Linked DNA regions of Mus musculus: region 1 is linked to region 2. A link is a contact called in public Hi-C data. All regions are on one chromosome and are shown on one strand. Each heading gives the region's core, a stretch centred on a gene start, on an enhancer-like site or on the middle of the called end of the contact. The rest is flanking DNA. Distances are from core to core; before and after follow the strand shown. Region 1 overlaps Epsti1 (epithelial stromal interaction 1 (breast)). Region 2 overlaps Enox1 (ecto-NOX disulfide-thiol exchanger 1).

The links. A called contact is a pair of places that touch in the nucleus more often than the background predicts.
Region 1: a contact with region 2 is called in a Hi-C map of the N1E-115 cell line, with 4 times the contacts expected there. The contact joins two enhancer-like sites. A contact is called at or near these places in 2 of 484 Hi-C or Micro-C datasets (the N1E-115 cell line and cerebellum) and 2 of 115 datasets of contacts at active chromatin or transcription factors (astrocytes and embryonic stem cells).

Annotation. Positions count from the first base shown.
Region 1 is chr14:77,927,666-77,934,661 of GRCm38.p6, forward strand. It overlaps Epsti1 (epithelial stromal interaction 1 (breast)), which reads left to right. Exons shown (of 12, transcript NM_029495.2): 3 at 1,082-1,165; 4 at 3,582-3,655; 5 at 4,483-4,566. Among named protein-coding and RNA genes, the nearest start is that of Epsti1, 27 kb to the left of the region's middle. Within about 2 kb of position 5,201, at least 61 of the 459 cell types and tissues checked have an H3K27ac peak or open chromatin away from gene starts, as enhancers often do. A contact at or near this core is called in the N1E-115 cell line, where this site is marked.
Region 2 is chr14:77,244,162-77,250,770 of GRCm38.p6, forward strand. The region is part of intron 1 of Enox1 (ecto-NOX disulfide-thiol exchanger 1); the gene reads left to right. Among named protein-coding and RNA genes, the nearest start is that of Enox1, 91 kb to the left of the region's middle. Within about 2 kb of position 4,515, at least 15 of the 459 cell types and tissues checked have an H3K27ac peak or open chromatin away from gene starts, as enhancers often do. A contact at or near this core is called in the N1E-115 cell line, where this site is marked.

The sequences.
Region 1 (6,996 bases), core at 3,951-6,450, 680 kb after region 2:
TCTTATCCTTCTGTATCTGTCAATCTGCCCTCTACAATCTTACCTTATACAGTGTGTATAATCACTCCCCCCCCCCCCAATCTTTGGCTGTACTCCTTGTACTTAGAGCATGAGTAGCAGGTTTAACTGAGGCACAGAACTAACAAATGCTGCCCTCTGACACTGTCGCACTATTTGTAGTTGCAAGGGGAGATAATGTTCACATGGTTCACCAGGACACTGTGTGACTGCCCACGTCAGCCATGTTTCCAGCTCCAGGATTCTGTGCTCTCCCTTCTTAGGGTATTGGTAAGGAATTCAGTAACCAATAAGGCCATAACGGCCCAGCCAGGAAAGTAGTTATCCGAAGAGACCACATGGACAAGAATCAATCAGGGTGGTCCGGTGAGTCAGTATAGCATATGACAGTGGTCTTCAGTGATTGTGGGGACTGCAGACATTTAGCCAACAGAACCCCAAGGTTCCAACATCTTACAGGCTTCGAGTTCAAGTTTCTAAGGGGAACTAAACCGGGAGATTAGGTTATATAGCAACAGAACTAAGTCTCCCAGGCGCCCCCTGCTGTCTGAATATTTGGACAATAAAGAATACCAAGACCCAAAGCAGGGTGCCAACGCACAGGGCAGAGCCTCCCTCCTCAGAGATAACAGCCAGCTTGAGAAATGTTAAAAATAAAGCAAATATAGGCATCACAATTCTTTGGGGATGTATATTTACCCGGATCTTATTGACATATGAATATTCTAGTTTTTGTACACATTTGTTATAGAAAACCTTTCGAAATAATTCATGAGGTTTTAAGAATGTCAGTGTTGGAGGGAAAACTATATTTCTTTGTGTTAGTAGGAGTTTAGCTGTTGTTCAAATTTGTACCTTCTGTGAGGACACTTAGGAGCTGCCAGGGGTGGGCCCTGCATGACTTGGGGGTCCGGGAGGGCTGGGAGGTATCAGCTTTTCATGGTCATTTTTTTCTGTCTCATTCCGGAAAACTCACTATCTGCTGTCTGCTGTGTGTTTTGATGCTGCAATGACCAGGTTTCTTTTCAAACAATCAACAACTTGCTATTTCTCTCCTGGTTAGTTGCTGAGCAAGAACTGGCAGACCTGGAGAGATGGAAGCAACAGAACAGGGCAAAACCAGTCTACTTGGTGCCACAACGGCTGGGTGAGTGGCAGATGGAAAGCCAGAGCGGGTAGGCAGGGTCACTGGCAGATCCTACTGAGACAGGCTGGGTCTGCTTTCCTTCACATGCGAAGGCTTGCTCTATGGTATTTCTGCCGGAGACGGAATTCATCTGATAGGAAACATTCAAATGTGCAGGTAGATTGCTGTCTCTGGTTTTATGTAAGGAGCAAATGCATCTGCCACAGTTGTGTGGGAATAAAGTGATGGCTTAATTGGCAAATAATTTAGAGCCTCTTAGATGATCAGCTCTGAAGAGAGCTTACCTGGGGCGCTGCATATGCCCAGTCACAGCACTTCCAGGATGCAAGGGAAAGCCACCACAGCATATCCATCCTGGCAGTTAGATGCTAATGTGACAAAACTGAACGGAGAGTCCATTGGGAACATAGAATGGGAGTAAGCTGGGGACCCAGCAGTGGGTATAAAGATGGATGTCTCCTGGGTTTTCATGCTAGGGCTGGGGGACATTTGAGTTGGCAGAGCAGGTGCTGCCAGGGTGATGGAATGTCTGGGTCTCCTGTGTGGGGTTTCAGGCCTTTAGAGGGGATACCCATACCCCCATCCCTCAGTGGGAGTCATTTACGTCCTATCTTGACTTCAGAGTCAGCTGCAGCTTAACACATAGAGGCTTGGCACAGTTCCAGTTACCACAAAGATGCCTTGGGTTAGAAGCCACATACCACCACAATAGTCTTAGAGATAAAGGTGGAGGGGGTGGGCAAGGGAAGAAACTAATTTGGAAATCTCTTAATGAATGAAAGATATAGAACTATATATGTAACTCCACACATTTCACCTTTAGCCAAATAAACTTGAGGAATTTGAGACTTGAGGAATATAGTCTAAACGTCCTCCTCCTCCTCCTCCTCCTCCTCCTCCTCTTCCTCCTCCTCCTCCTCCTCTTCTCCTCCTCCTCTTCTCCTCCTCCTCTTCTCTTCCTCCTCCTTCTTCTTTTTAAAAAATCTTTTATCATTTTTTTAAAGATTTATTTATTTTATGTATGTGAGTGCACTGTCCCTGTCTTCAGACACACCAGAAGAGGGCATTGGATCCCATTACAGATAGTTGTGAGCCACAATGTGGTTGCTGGGAATTGAATTCAGGATCTCTGAAAGAACAGTCAGTACTCTTAACCGCTGAGCCATCTCTAGCCCCCAAACCTCTTCTCTTTAATAGGTCCTCTCAAGTGTTTCACCTTCCACATGGTTTTGAGGTAAAGTAAGAGATTTTTTTTTTAAAGATTTATTTATTTATTATATGTAAGTACACTTCAGACACTCCAGAAGAGGGCATCAGATCTTGTTACAGATGGTTGTGAGCCACCATGTGGTTGCTGGGATTTGAACTCCGGACCTCTGGAAGAGCAGTCGGGTGCTCTTACCCACTGAGCCATCTCACCAGCCCAAAGTAAGAGATTTTTTTCCTCTTTGTGTTTTGAGACAGTTTCATCCCAGTGACTAGCGATCAGTCCTAGGTACTGGCCAGAATTGGTCACCTCCAGGATGACTTTAGATGTATATTCTTTCATGAGATCCTTGTTAGAACTGCAGTCAACAGCAGCAGTGTATCCCTTCTCTTCTGACTCAGGAAGACAAACCATCCATGAGACAGCCACTTTCTTTTCAGAGTGAAGGTCTCACTAGCCAGGCTAGCCTTTAACCCAATTCTGTGCCACCCCCAACCCTTCTGAGGACCCATCGGCCACAGACTTGTGGGAAACTTAGAGTTTTCTCTGAGCATGTAGTCACTGATAAATTGACTGTTCTCCAGGGGAAGACCACACAAACAAGAATGTTTGGGCAGCACAATTGGTCTTGAAGAATTTAAAAAATAAGCAGGATGCACAGTTGGGCAGGTAGGGAAGAGGGGATGGATCTGAGAGGAGTTGGGGGAAGGGAGATGAATATGATCAACACACTGTACAAAACGCTCAAAGAACTACTAAAAATATTGGGGGAAATGAGTGGGTAATAAAGATTACGTACATCTGCTGTGCCGAAAATCTGAAAGGTTCTTTCTTATGCAGGAGGAATGTTCCAGAATTCTTAGCCAAGACAGAATCGCTTAATGTCTAGTGTGGTCCTTCAGGCATGGTTTCAAGCTAGGTGAAGACTTTAATGTTTATGATGGAAAGCCCTAGTGTCTTTAAAGAACAAAGTTTCATCTTCCCACCCATCAGTTAGCTTTTAAAGTGACCACCACTCTTAGACAACTTTTGAAGATGACCGGCTATATTCCAATGTCCAGGTGTATAAAAAACTCAAGTCACACTGCTGGGTTCCCATGCAGTTAACTAGTTAACTAGTACTCAACAGCTGGCCTTGCAGCTTAATATTTCTGTTTTACCTTTGTGGCTTATTTACTTATTTATTTATTTATTATTTATTTTCACCAGGTGGAAGCCAGTCTGAGGCTGAAGTCAGACAGAAACAACAGCTGCAACAGATGCGTTCTAAATACCAGCAAAAGGTCAGAATCTATTTCTCCTAGTTTCATTTCGTCAACAAGTTTCGGCACCAACATTTCTGTGTGACCATGAAATAACACTGTGACTCAAAATATAAAGCCTGTAAATCAATTGCAAAATGTAATTCTCAAAATAAGAAAATTGCTAGACAGTGAGAAGTAGAGAGGAGAATATCTAGAATTCTTACCCTAGCCATGTGTGCTATGCATGACCTTTGATTAAAGGCAGTCAGACCTTCACATTAGTTACTATTAACTATAGTTTACTATTAGTTACTATTAGTTACATATTAACTATAGTTTAAGGTTACTATGTTTTCATTCCCAAAATAGTGATTGCAAGTAGTACAAAAATGATTTAAGATAACCAGTGTTTTTACAATAAGTCCTATGAGTTTTATAATAAAGAATAATTGTTTACCTCTTTTGTCCTGTGTGCATGGATAAACACACACACACACACACACACACACATACACACGTGCACACACACACACACACACACACACAGAGAGAGACAGAGAAAGAGAGAAAGTAAGCAAGATAGATAAAAGATAGATAGATAGATAGATAGATAGATAGATAGATAGATAGATACCCATGAAGGAACACTAAGATTTCTCAGACAGGAGGTGCAGCCTGGCCATTTTCTGAGATCTAAGTGGCTTAAAGTAACAACCTATAATCATGGTGAGGGATAACACAAACAATACTGTAATTTGCCTTTCATCATAATTTTGTGTTCCAGAAGTTCAGACTGAAAAATGGTAACTGTGTGTGTGTGGTTTTTTTTTTTTTTTCCTGTCCTCTGTAATCTCACTACAATTCAGCTCAAGAGGGATGAATCTATTCGAATCAGGAAGGAAGCTGAGGAAGCCAAGTTCCAAAAAATGAAAGCAATCCAGAGGGAGAAGGTAAGTGGGTGGTGGGGAGGTCGGCTGATGCTTACTGAGGGTCAGCTGTCAGGTTCCCCTCCAGACACAGTCCAGAGTACTACTCACTCAACCCTCGCTGTAATCTGAGAAGGTGGCTGGTATCCAATTGTGCAAATGAGGAAATGACACAGAGAGGAAAGATAAGGTGCCCCACGACCCCCACGTAATTAGAGTAGCTGGGTTTCATATTCCAACATCCTAGTCTCAGAACTAGGGGTGTGAGTCACCACACCCACGGCCTCACCTCAGAGCAGTGTGGATGCCCAAAAGACAAAGCAACAAGCAACAGCGTCAGATAGTGGGCCATGGTCATATTTGTATTCAAACAGATCTTTTTCCAGGGAGAGTGTATTGAAGGTAAACACAGCCTTCTTGCCACCGAGCGAAAGAGCATGTGTGCACCACCCTTTTAGCGGCAGTGATATCAGATTTTCTCAACCAAACAGCCATACTTAAGTTTTTAGTAGCATCCAGAACTTGGGGAAAATCTCTTACAAATGCTCATTTGCTAGAGAACGAGAAACAAGGTGGCAATTGTTTAAGCCCCTCCCCTTTGGCAAAGGCCTAACAGGAAGTGAGGCTTAGTGTTGGAGGTTTGAGATCAGGGAATTGACTCATGGTTCTGAAGGCCACGTGCAGCACCTGTTGCTGCTGCTTCTTAGAAACAGAACTCCTGGTTCTCCACCCCCTTCCTATCTTTGCCTTTCTCTCTCCCTCTTTTCCTCCCCCTATCTCTTACTTTCTTTCTCCCTTTTCTATCTTTGTTTTTCTTCCTCCTCTTTCCCCTTCTTTTCTCCTCTTGCTTATTTTTACAGATTAAGTATTGTTCAAAGTTTAAACCCCATTCTAAGCAATAGATCTATCTATCTATCTATCTATCTATCTATCTATCTATCTATCTATCTATAGACAGAGTCTCATTATGTAGCCCTGCCTAACCTAGAACACACAGAAATTAGCTGCCTCTGCCTCTCTGTGTTAGAATTAAAGGCATGAGCTATCACACCTAGCCATAATAGATGGGATTTTTTGCATTTCGAGTTAAGGAAGCCGGAAGCTGATGGCTTATGTGACACTGAAAGGGAATTCAGGTTTGCCCCTCCCTGAAGGAATTCTCTAGACTTTCTTGGAGAGTATCTGCCTTTGTTGTTTGACCTTGGGCAAGCTCCCAACTTTCTCAGAACTCTTCCTGTAAAATGATTCTGCAAGTCTCACCTCCCAACTCCAAGGGCAACTTGTTGCCATAGTGATGCAGGTGGCACCAAGCCCGGATTTGCTTACACAAACTGTAATAAGCGCGGAAAGTATATATATATAAAAAAAAACCCACAGGTAATTTATTACAAATTTTGATCCAGCAATCCACTACCAGTTGGTTATTACACAAAAGAGCTTTGCTGAAACCACCTTTTTTCCATCTCTTTCTCTTATACGTCTCTTTTCACCGTGGTTCTGTTCTTCATCTCTTTCTCTTCCTATCTCCCACCTGAAAAGCTGGAGCTTTGGTCTGTGATGGTAGCGGGAAGAAAGCACATCTTATGCAGTCTATCTGCATATCAAGTGGAACCATGGGAAACACTACCAGAAACTGGATTGAAGGCTGAGAGAACCTGGAGAATTTCAGTTGTTGTTATAGACTCTCATCTAAGTCTTGTCTGGTGTTACTTGGTCCCTACAACCTTGTTTGGTTGGCTTGTGGGTTGTTTACAGTCCATTTCTTCATGCCCAACAAAACACTTTCTTAATGGGTGGGTGAAACTCTATTCTTTAACACTCAGATGAACCTCTTTCAAGGTCACACCACAGCTATAGAGCCATGGCAATCTTTAGACACTGAAACATTAATTGGATTAATTAATTTAGCTTTCCTAAATTGATAATAATGATATAAATTTGAACGTGATGGAGAAGGAGCAGCTCTCTAGCCTTTCCAAACAAAAGGTCAGTGAGCAGAATTGACCTCACCTGGGACTTGCTGATGTGCAGGCTCTCACGAGTCTACCTTGGACCTACTATAAACTGTATCCTGCCAAGCTCTCTAAGCTGATTTCTAGGTACATGAAAAATTGTGGAGCATTCATTTAAGTGGGACTTGGTTTATCTGGCTGGCTGGCTTTCACTCTTACCAGACCATTCTCTTGAATATGATCATCTGTGGCTGCTCATGGCTACGTATGCCCATTTAGTAGCTTGCGTCAGACAGAAAAGTGGATATTAGCTATCTAGTAGTGACATATTCTGCATTGCCAGTGTGATAATGGCTGGGAGAAGTGATAATGACTGTGCTTATGGGGCACTTAGTCTTTAAAATGCACAGCAAACACATGCACGGACACTGGCCCACAGGACTCTGCCCTCCTCCCCCAGCAGATGGATACTGCCCAGGAAGTCTAAGCCAATGCAGGGCCA
Region 2 (6,609 bases), core at 3,265-5,764:
GTACCACACTCATTCGTTCACTTGACCAAATCCCCAGGCAGTATACACAGCACCTTGTCCAACTCCTGCCCTGTAAAACACTAGCTGACAAATTCCAGATTGTTCCTCAAATTATTTAACCATCGGAGGGGAAAAAAGCTATGGTTTTCTTGTTCCATACATTATCTGTATCATCAACAGGTTTCCTGATGTACTTTGCAGATGAGATTTGAAGCTTGCAGACTTTGAGTAATGAAAACCCTGTAAAAGGTGTAATAAGAAATAGTTCTTGGATGGAGCTGATGGAAAAATCTCATTTCAGAAGCCAAGGCACAAATGTAACTTTCCAAAGGTTCTCTTTGGTTGTACATATTAAATAGATTGAAGAGTTAATTTTGCTGAGACACCATCTCCAGTTGTTAAATCCATACCCGATATGAGTTATGACCTGGAGAGGAGGAAACGAATAATCCAGCATGTGTGACTTGTGCTACTGAATTGCTGACTGAGTATCATCTAGAGAGGAAGTGTGGGCAGTATCGACACCCTCTTCAATTTATATTTATTGAATTTCTTGGTTGTTTGAAGTCAAGCTTATCAATACACACATGGTCAGATTTTATACATTAATAGTTTAAGTTTGGCAACAGTTTATCCATTTTATTCTCCTTAAAATCTGTGTACCTCTTGGACTGATTCTTTTTTTTTTTTTTTAAATATCTGCTTGCCTTTTTTTTCAGTCTTATTTATACGCAAGACTGACTATTATTCTGCCAAAATGAATATTCCTGATGTAGAATTCTCAGAATCAACTTTGTACCTCAAAATCCTGGTGCCCTCAAGAGAGACAGAGAGAGAAAGAGAGAGAGAGAGAGAGAGAGAGAGAGAGAGAGAGAGAGAGAGAGCGCAGAGGTGGAGTGATGTATGTTACTCTCATGTTTGATGGTCTGATGTGCCAAGGAGACCATGGGTTCTTATCTTTCTAGCTGAGGCCTGCTGTGTATAAGAGCCAAAAGGAGATCATGGATGCCCTTATACATCACCCCGGGCTACAGACTCATATCTAATTTGAAAACATGGAGTAGGGTTTGAAATGCCATAGGAACGAGCATCTTTTCTTCAGACTTGTCACTGTAAATAGGTTTAGGTTAAAAGGTAGAGGCAAAGGCTGAGAAAAGAAGAGAGCATGGGGAGCCACATAAGAATGGAAGCAAAACAAAATTGCATAATTCTGTAAGTCCTGAGTCATGTGTGTTCAGGGACGGCCCACATTTACCATCAAGTTAATATGTTTATGTCTGTAAGGTCATATAGAATTTTGATGCAGTATATATATATACTATCTCTGTAGGTTGATTTATAGACAATAAATGATACATAGCCCCGAAGCACTCCATTTGCTTGAGAATGAAAAGCTGCTTTTTGGAGAAGCTGATTCTGCCATTTTCTCTTAAATGAAATTTGTCTTATTTTTCATCCAAATATTGGAAGTACCCAACATGTGTTAACTTGTCAGAGAAAGATTAGATGCTTAATGATTAAATTTGTACTCATTCCTACATTTGCCCACTAAGCATCTTGGACAACCTCCAGGTATTATTCTAATTATTATTCTGATTTTCTGCATCCTCTTTTTAATCTCCGTTTATTTTTCAACTTTCAAGTTTGAAACTGGGTCTCATGAGCTTGGTCTCTTGAATTCTTCATTGTCATCTGAGTATTTTATTCCTTGTCTTAGTTACTTTTCCAGTGCTGTGAGAAAACACTGTAACCAAGACAAAGAAAGTGTTTAATTTGGGCTTATGATTTCAAAGGTTTAGAGTCTATGATGGCAAAACAAGAGCTTGGCAGTTGGAGCAGCTGAGAAACTCAGCATGAGGCAGAAAGAATTTGGGAGTGGCTTTGAAAGCTTAAAGCCTACCTCCAGGGACACACATCCTCAATAAGGCCACACCTCCTAGTCCTTCCCAAACAATTCCACTAGCTGGAGACCAAGTATTCAAACCTATAGCCTATGAGAACCATTCTCATTCAAACCATCACATTTATTCATAATATAATTCTTTACTCGTATTCTAAGCACTACCAGCTGTCCACCCAGATGTACTCGGCTCTTTATTTCAGAAGCACAGCTAACACTACTGTTTCCTAGCTCCCCTGCAATGGGGTGTGGCCATGTGTATAAAAGCTCTTTGTGAAAATCTTCTACAACTGCTTCAACTGCTTCTGGCTCACTTTCTTCCTTTTTTTTGGAATGGATGCTATTATTTAACAAGCACCTGAAACAATTGTTCAACGTTTCCTTATCTGAATTCTTTGAATAACTATGTAGGAATAGATTTAGAAGCATTACTAAAGATATAGAGTCTTGCTGATTTGTTAATATAACAAACTACTGCGCTGGCTAATTTCTTTTAAAACTTGACATAGGTTAGGGTCCTCTGAAAAAGAAACCTCAGCTGAGACAATGCCTGTATCAGATTGCAGTGCAAGACAAATTTTTGGGACAAATTTTTGAGAGGAATTCTTGGTTAATGTTTGATTTGGGGGCTCAGCCCACTGTGGGCCATGGTACCCCTAGTCAGGTGGTTCTGGTCTGTTATAAGAAAGCAGGCTGAGCATGCCGTGTAGAAGCAGCCAGTAAGCACCACTCCTCTACAGCCTCTGGTTCAGTTCCTGCCTCCAGATTCCTACCTTGAGTTCCTGCACTGACTGCCTTTCATGATAGGCTATGATCAGGAAAGACTTGTAATTCAGATAAACCCTTTCCTACCTAAGTTTGCTTTTGATTATGGTGTTTTATTATAACAATAGAAGACAAACTTATTCCCTTATGACTACTCCAATTTACCTAGAGCCTTGTTCTTTTTCTCTGAAAGCAAGATTGAAATGTCTGTTCATGCAACGGGTCTTGAGTGATGCTCTTCACGTGTCTTGAACTGGAGTGTCTCTGAGCTGACAGAGCCTCCTTCCTCCACTGGCTGTTGTAAGTGGTAGCTGTGGCTATCCAGATGTCCAGACTCCAGACTGGGAGCTGTGCGTTGCTATTCTGGTTCCCACATCCTTCATTGAGACTAGAAGTTGGCATGTGTCAGCCCTGGAACAAAAACATCCTCTTGGCTTTTTTTTTTTTTTTTTTTTTTTTTGGAACAGAAGTCTTTCATTTCTGTTTTTTCTTTTTAAATGTCCTCTTTCTAATTAACAACAGAAAATCCAAGTAATAGTTGTAGAAATCATATGCTGACAAGGCTTAACCACTTCTTATCTGGTCGTACTTAGAGAGTGTTTCCCAAACCTTTATCTAGTTAGTTGCTAGCCAGTCTTACCTTTAATACCCCATTTGGAGTGTGGAGATGGTGCCCTACTTGGCCCCCAGTGGATCTGGTCCCACAGTCTTGCAATCCACTCTCAATTTGGTGGCCAAAATAATCCTGCCCCAAGGAAAACTTTGAGTCTTCTTGTTACCATAATTATAGAACACCCAATACCACATATCTTTATGTACAAACCAAATGCTTCGTGCCTCTCTGAAAATCCGTGAAAACTATAACTGCCCCTCCCTCCCTCTGTTCAGATTGTCGCCTTCCTCTGTGCCCTTCTTCCTGGTTTACTGTAGCCACTATTCTTCATTTATCTTATTATTTGCCTCTCTCTTGTTCTCCCTTCCTGCCAACCATAACTTCCATGGGGTCTTTCCAGGTCTTTAGTATCCATCATACTTGAAACACCACAGGTCATGGGCATTACTGTGGAGGGCATGGCTAGTTACATTTCCAGCCCCATTTGCCAACTCTTGTTAAAGTAAATCCCATTATTTAAAGTACTTAAATCTAAGGAAGACAAGTCATAAATCAAGTGAACTTGATGGGTAAATGAGATGTATAAAATAAGAAGCAAAGGAAAGTGTAAGATATATAGATGTAGATATGTATGTGTATAGGTGTAACCATCCATGAAACTTACCCATTAAGTACCCAAACATCCCGAATACCTAATCTTCCAGACAAACAGTGATCCTTCCCAAGTCTAGCGATGTCAAAAACCATTTCCAGTCATAAAGCACAGAGGAAAAAGACCCCTTTTTTGCAATAAAGAGAGTCTTTACTCACGCTTCCATGCAGTCTTTCGTTTGTTTGTTTAACAAATATTTGTTAGGCGTGATCCAGATGCTTGGAATAGAAATGTGCAGGGGGAAAGGAGCGATTATATTAGTTGGGAAGCAGACACCTAAAATCTAATTATAGGACAATATAGTAAGCACTGTAATTAGCAATTTGTACAAAGTAGTCTGGGAGCACACAGGAGGAAGCAAATTCTGCCCTCACCTGCTTCTGGCAAGATGAAAATGGAAATGTACGCACATGTTTTTGTGACGAGCACGGGAGATGGGTAAAGGTTAACCCCGCTGTGCGTCTGTTTTGGCTAAATAATTTCTCATAGCTGGTATGTTGTTTTTCCATATGACTCTGCTTTGGCAGATGGAGTAACTCATTGCTTTGGGCCAGAAGCAGCAGAATTTCTTAGACATTCTTGGATGAGTCATAAGAGAGAAGACAGACATTGTTCCCAGGATGTCACCCCTCCTCCCCAAACTTCCCAGGAGACACACAAGAGAACTCAGTTCCTGGGCATGGACCCTTGGAAATAACAAAATGGAGATGAATCCCATTTGAATAAGCATGGTGCCACATGAGCGTGGCACACGTCTATAGTGGAACTTTGTTAATCAGAAGAGTCACATGGCTGAGGACTAACCCCAAACGTTTATATGGTTCAGCATGAGAGCCTTCTTTAACTCACAAAGCAAAATAACAGATCTAGAGACATATGTCCTGTTTTAAACTTCTATTTCTTTTTTTTTCTATTCATCTCTCTGTGTCTGTGTGTGTGTGTGTGTGTGTGCGCGCGCGAGTGAGGGCAGGCACATGCCTTTGTGATTGTGTTCACATGTGTATGGGTGGATGTGCACTTATAGACGTGCATGTGGAAGCCAGAGTGTATCTCACTGTAACCTGAGCTTGCAGGTCTCTGGAGCCAGCTTGCCCCAGAGGTCTCCTGTTTCTGCCTCTTGAATGCTGCAATTATAAATGAGCCACTCTACCCATCTGGCTTTTTAAGTGGATTCTGGGAACTAAACTCGGATCGCCCCACTTGCATTACAAGCTCTTTATCCTCAGAGCCATTCCACAGCTCCCACTTCTTTGGTCTTTCACCTCTGTCGTCCTCCATTTAAATTTCTTGGAAGTAGCCTAATCCTGGTTGAAAATGTCTCTGGATACTGATAAGCTGAAATAATTGGTAGTTTGCTTTTATATCCCATCTCTGCCATTTACCTGGAGAAGCTGGAGTGAACAACTTAAGTTCACTAAGCTTTGATTTTCTCATGTAAAAACTAATCAACTCTTACATTAGTCACTCTTCTGGTCCTCGGGATGGCAGGGCTTAGCAGAGCTGTTTGTTTGGGCTCACATTTCCACAGGAAACAGTCATGGTGGAATGAGAATGGTGACTAGTGAATTCTATCCACGGTGCAGGAACCTGGAATGCATTCTAGGCACCTCTTGCTGGGTTAGGAAGCAGGGCACTCAGGATTGCAATTACAGGTGGGTGGGACTCTCAAAGCTATGTCTCTAATGGCTGAAGTGTGCCAGCTAGGCACCATATCTCAAAGGCTCCACAACCTCTCCACAAAGCTTCCAGTCAGGTTCTCAAAACATGAGCTGTCAGGGATACTTTCCATTCAGGCTGTTTATCTCAAAGGCTATCTTTGGGATGAAGCGAGCTAGTGCAAATAAAGTTCTGAAATATTTCAAGACCTTCTAGGGCTATCTTTTGTTACAAAGCTTGAATCACTAAGCCTTGCCTTGATTCCTTCCCCGATTAGAAGGTAATTTTTTCTTTGTCATTCCAATCACAAAGGAACAAAACTACAAAAGAATATACTAGAGACCCACACTAAGAAAAGTAGAGATCTACCTTTCTTAGAGGCTTAGTTGGTTTGTTTCTTAGTTTATGTTGGCTGAGACTTCATTTGTAACTAAGGTTGTTATTGTTTTGTGTGTGTGTGTGTGTGTGTAAGACAGGGCTTTGCTCTGTAGCCAGCCTGTATGGAAATTCATTGTATAGCTCAGATTAACCGTGAGTTTATATAATCCTGGGATTTCAGTGGTGAGCCACCATGCTCATTTTATAATTGGAGATTTAAAAGTATATATACCATTTAGTGTGTGTGTGTGTGTGTGTGTGTACATGTGTATGTGGATTTTCTAAAGGATTGGGACAACCATCTTGACTCTTGAGCAGGGCCTATCTGATAGGTGATAGTCCAGGCCAATGTTTGAAAAACATCTCTCTCCCTCTTCAAGGGTCCTGGAGGCAACCATGGCTGAGCTCAGAGTGTAGTACAGAATCTTAAAGTCAGCTGGAAACAGCTAGCGTTATAGATGTCCACAATGTGTTAACATGCACCCAACCACCAGCACCTTAGTAGATATACATCTGCCATCACCTAATGCTTTTCTTCCAGAATTTCCTTTTGAATTAAAGTCTTCCATAGAGTCCCAGCTCACAGGTAGAGTGACTCACTTCGCCATTATGTAAGCCATTAGCAGATTGCTGCTCTGGATCTAG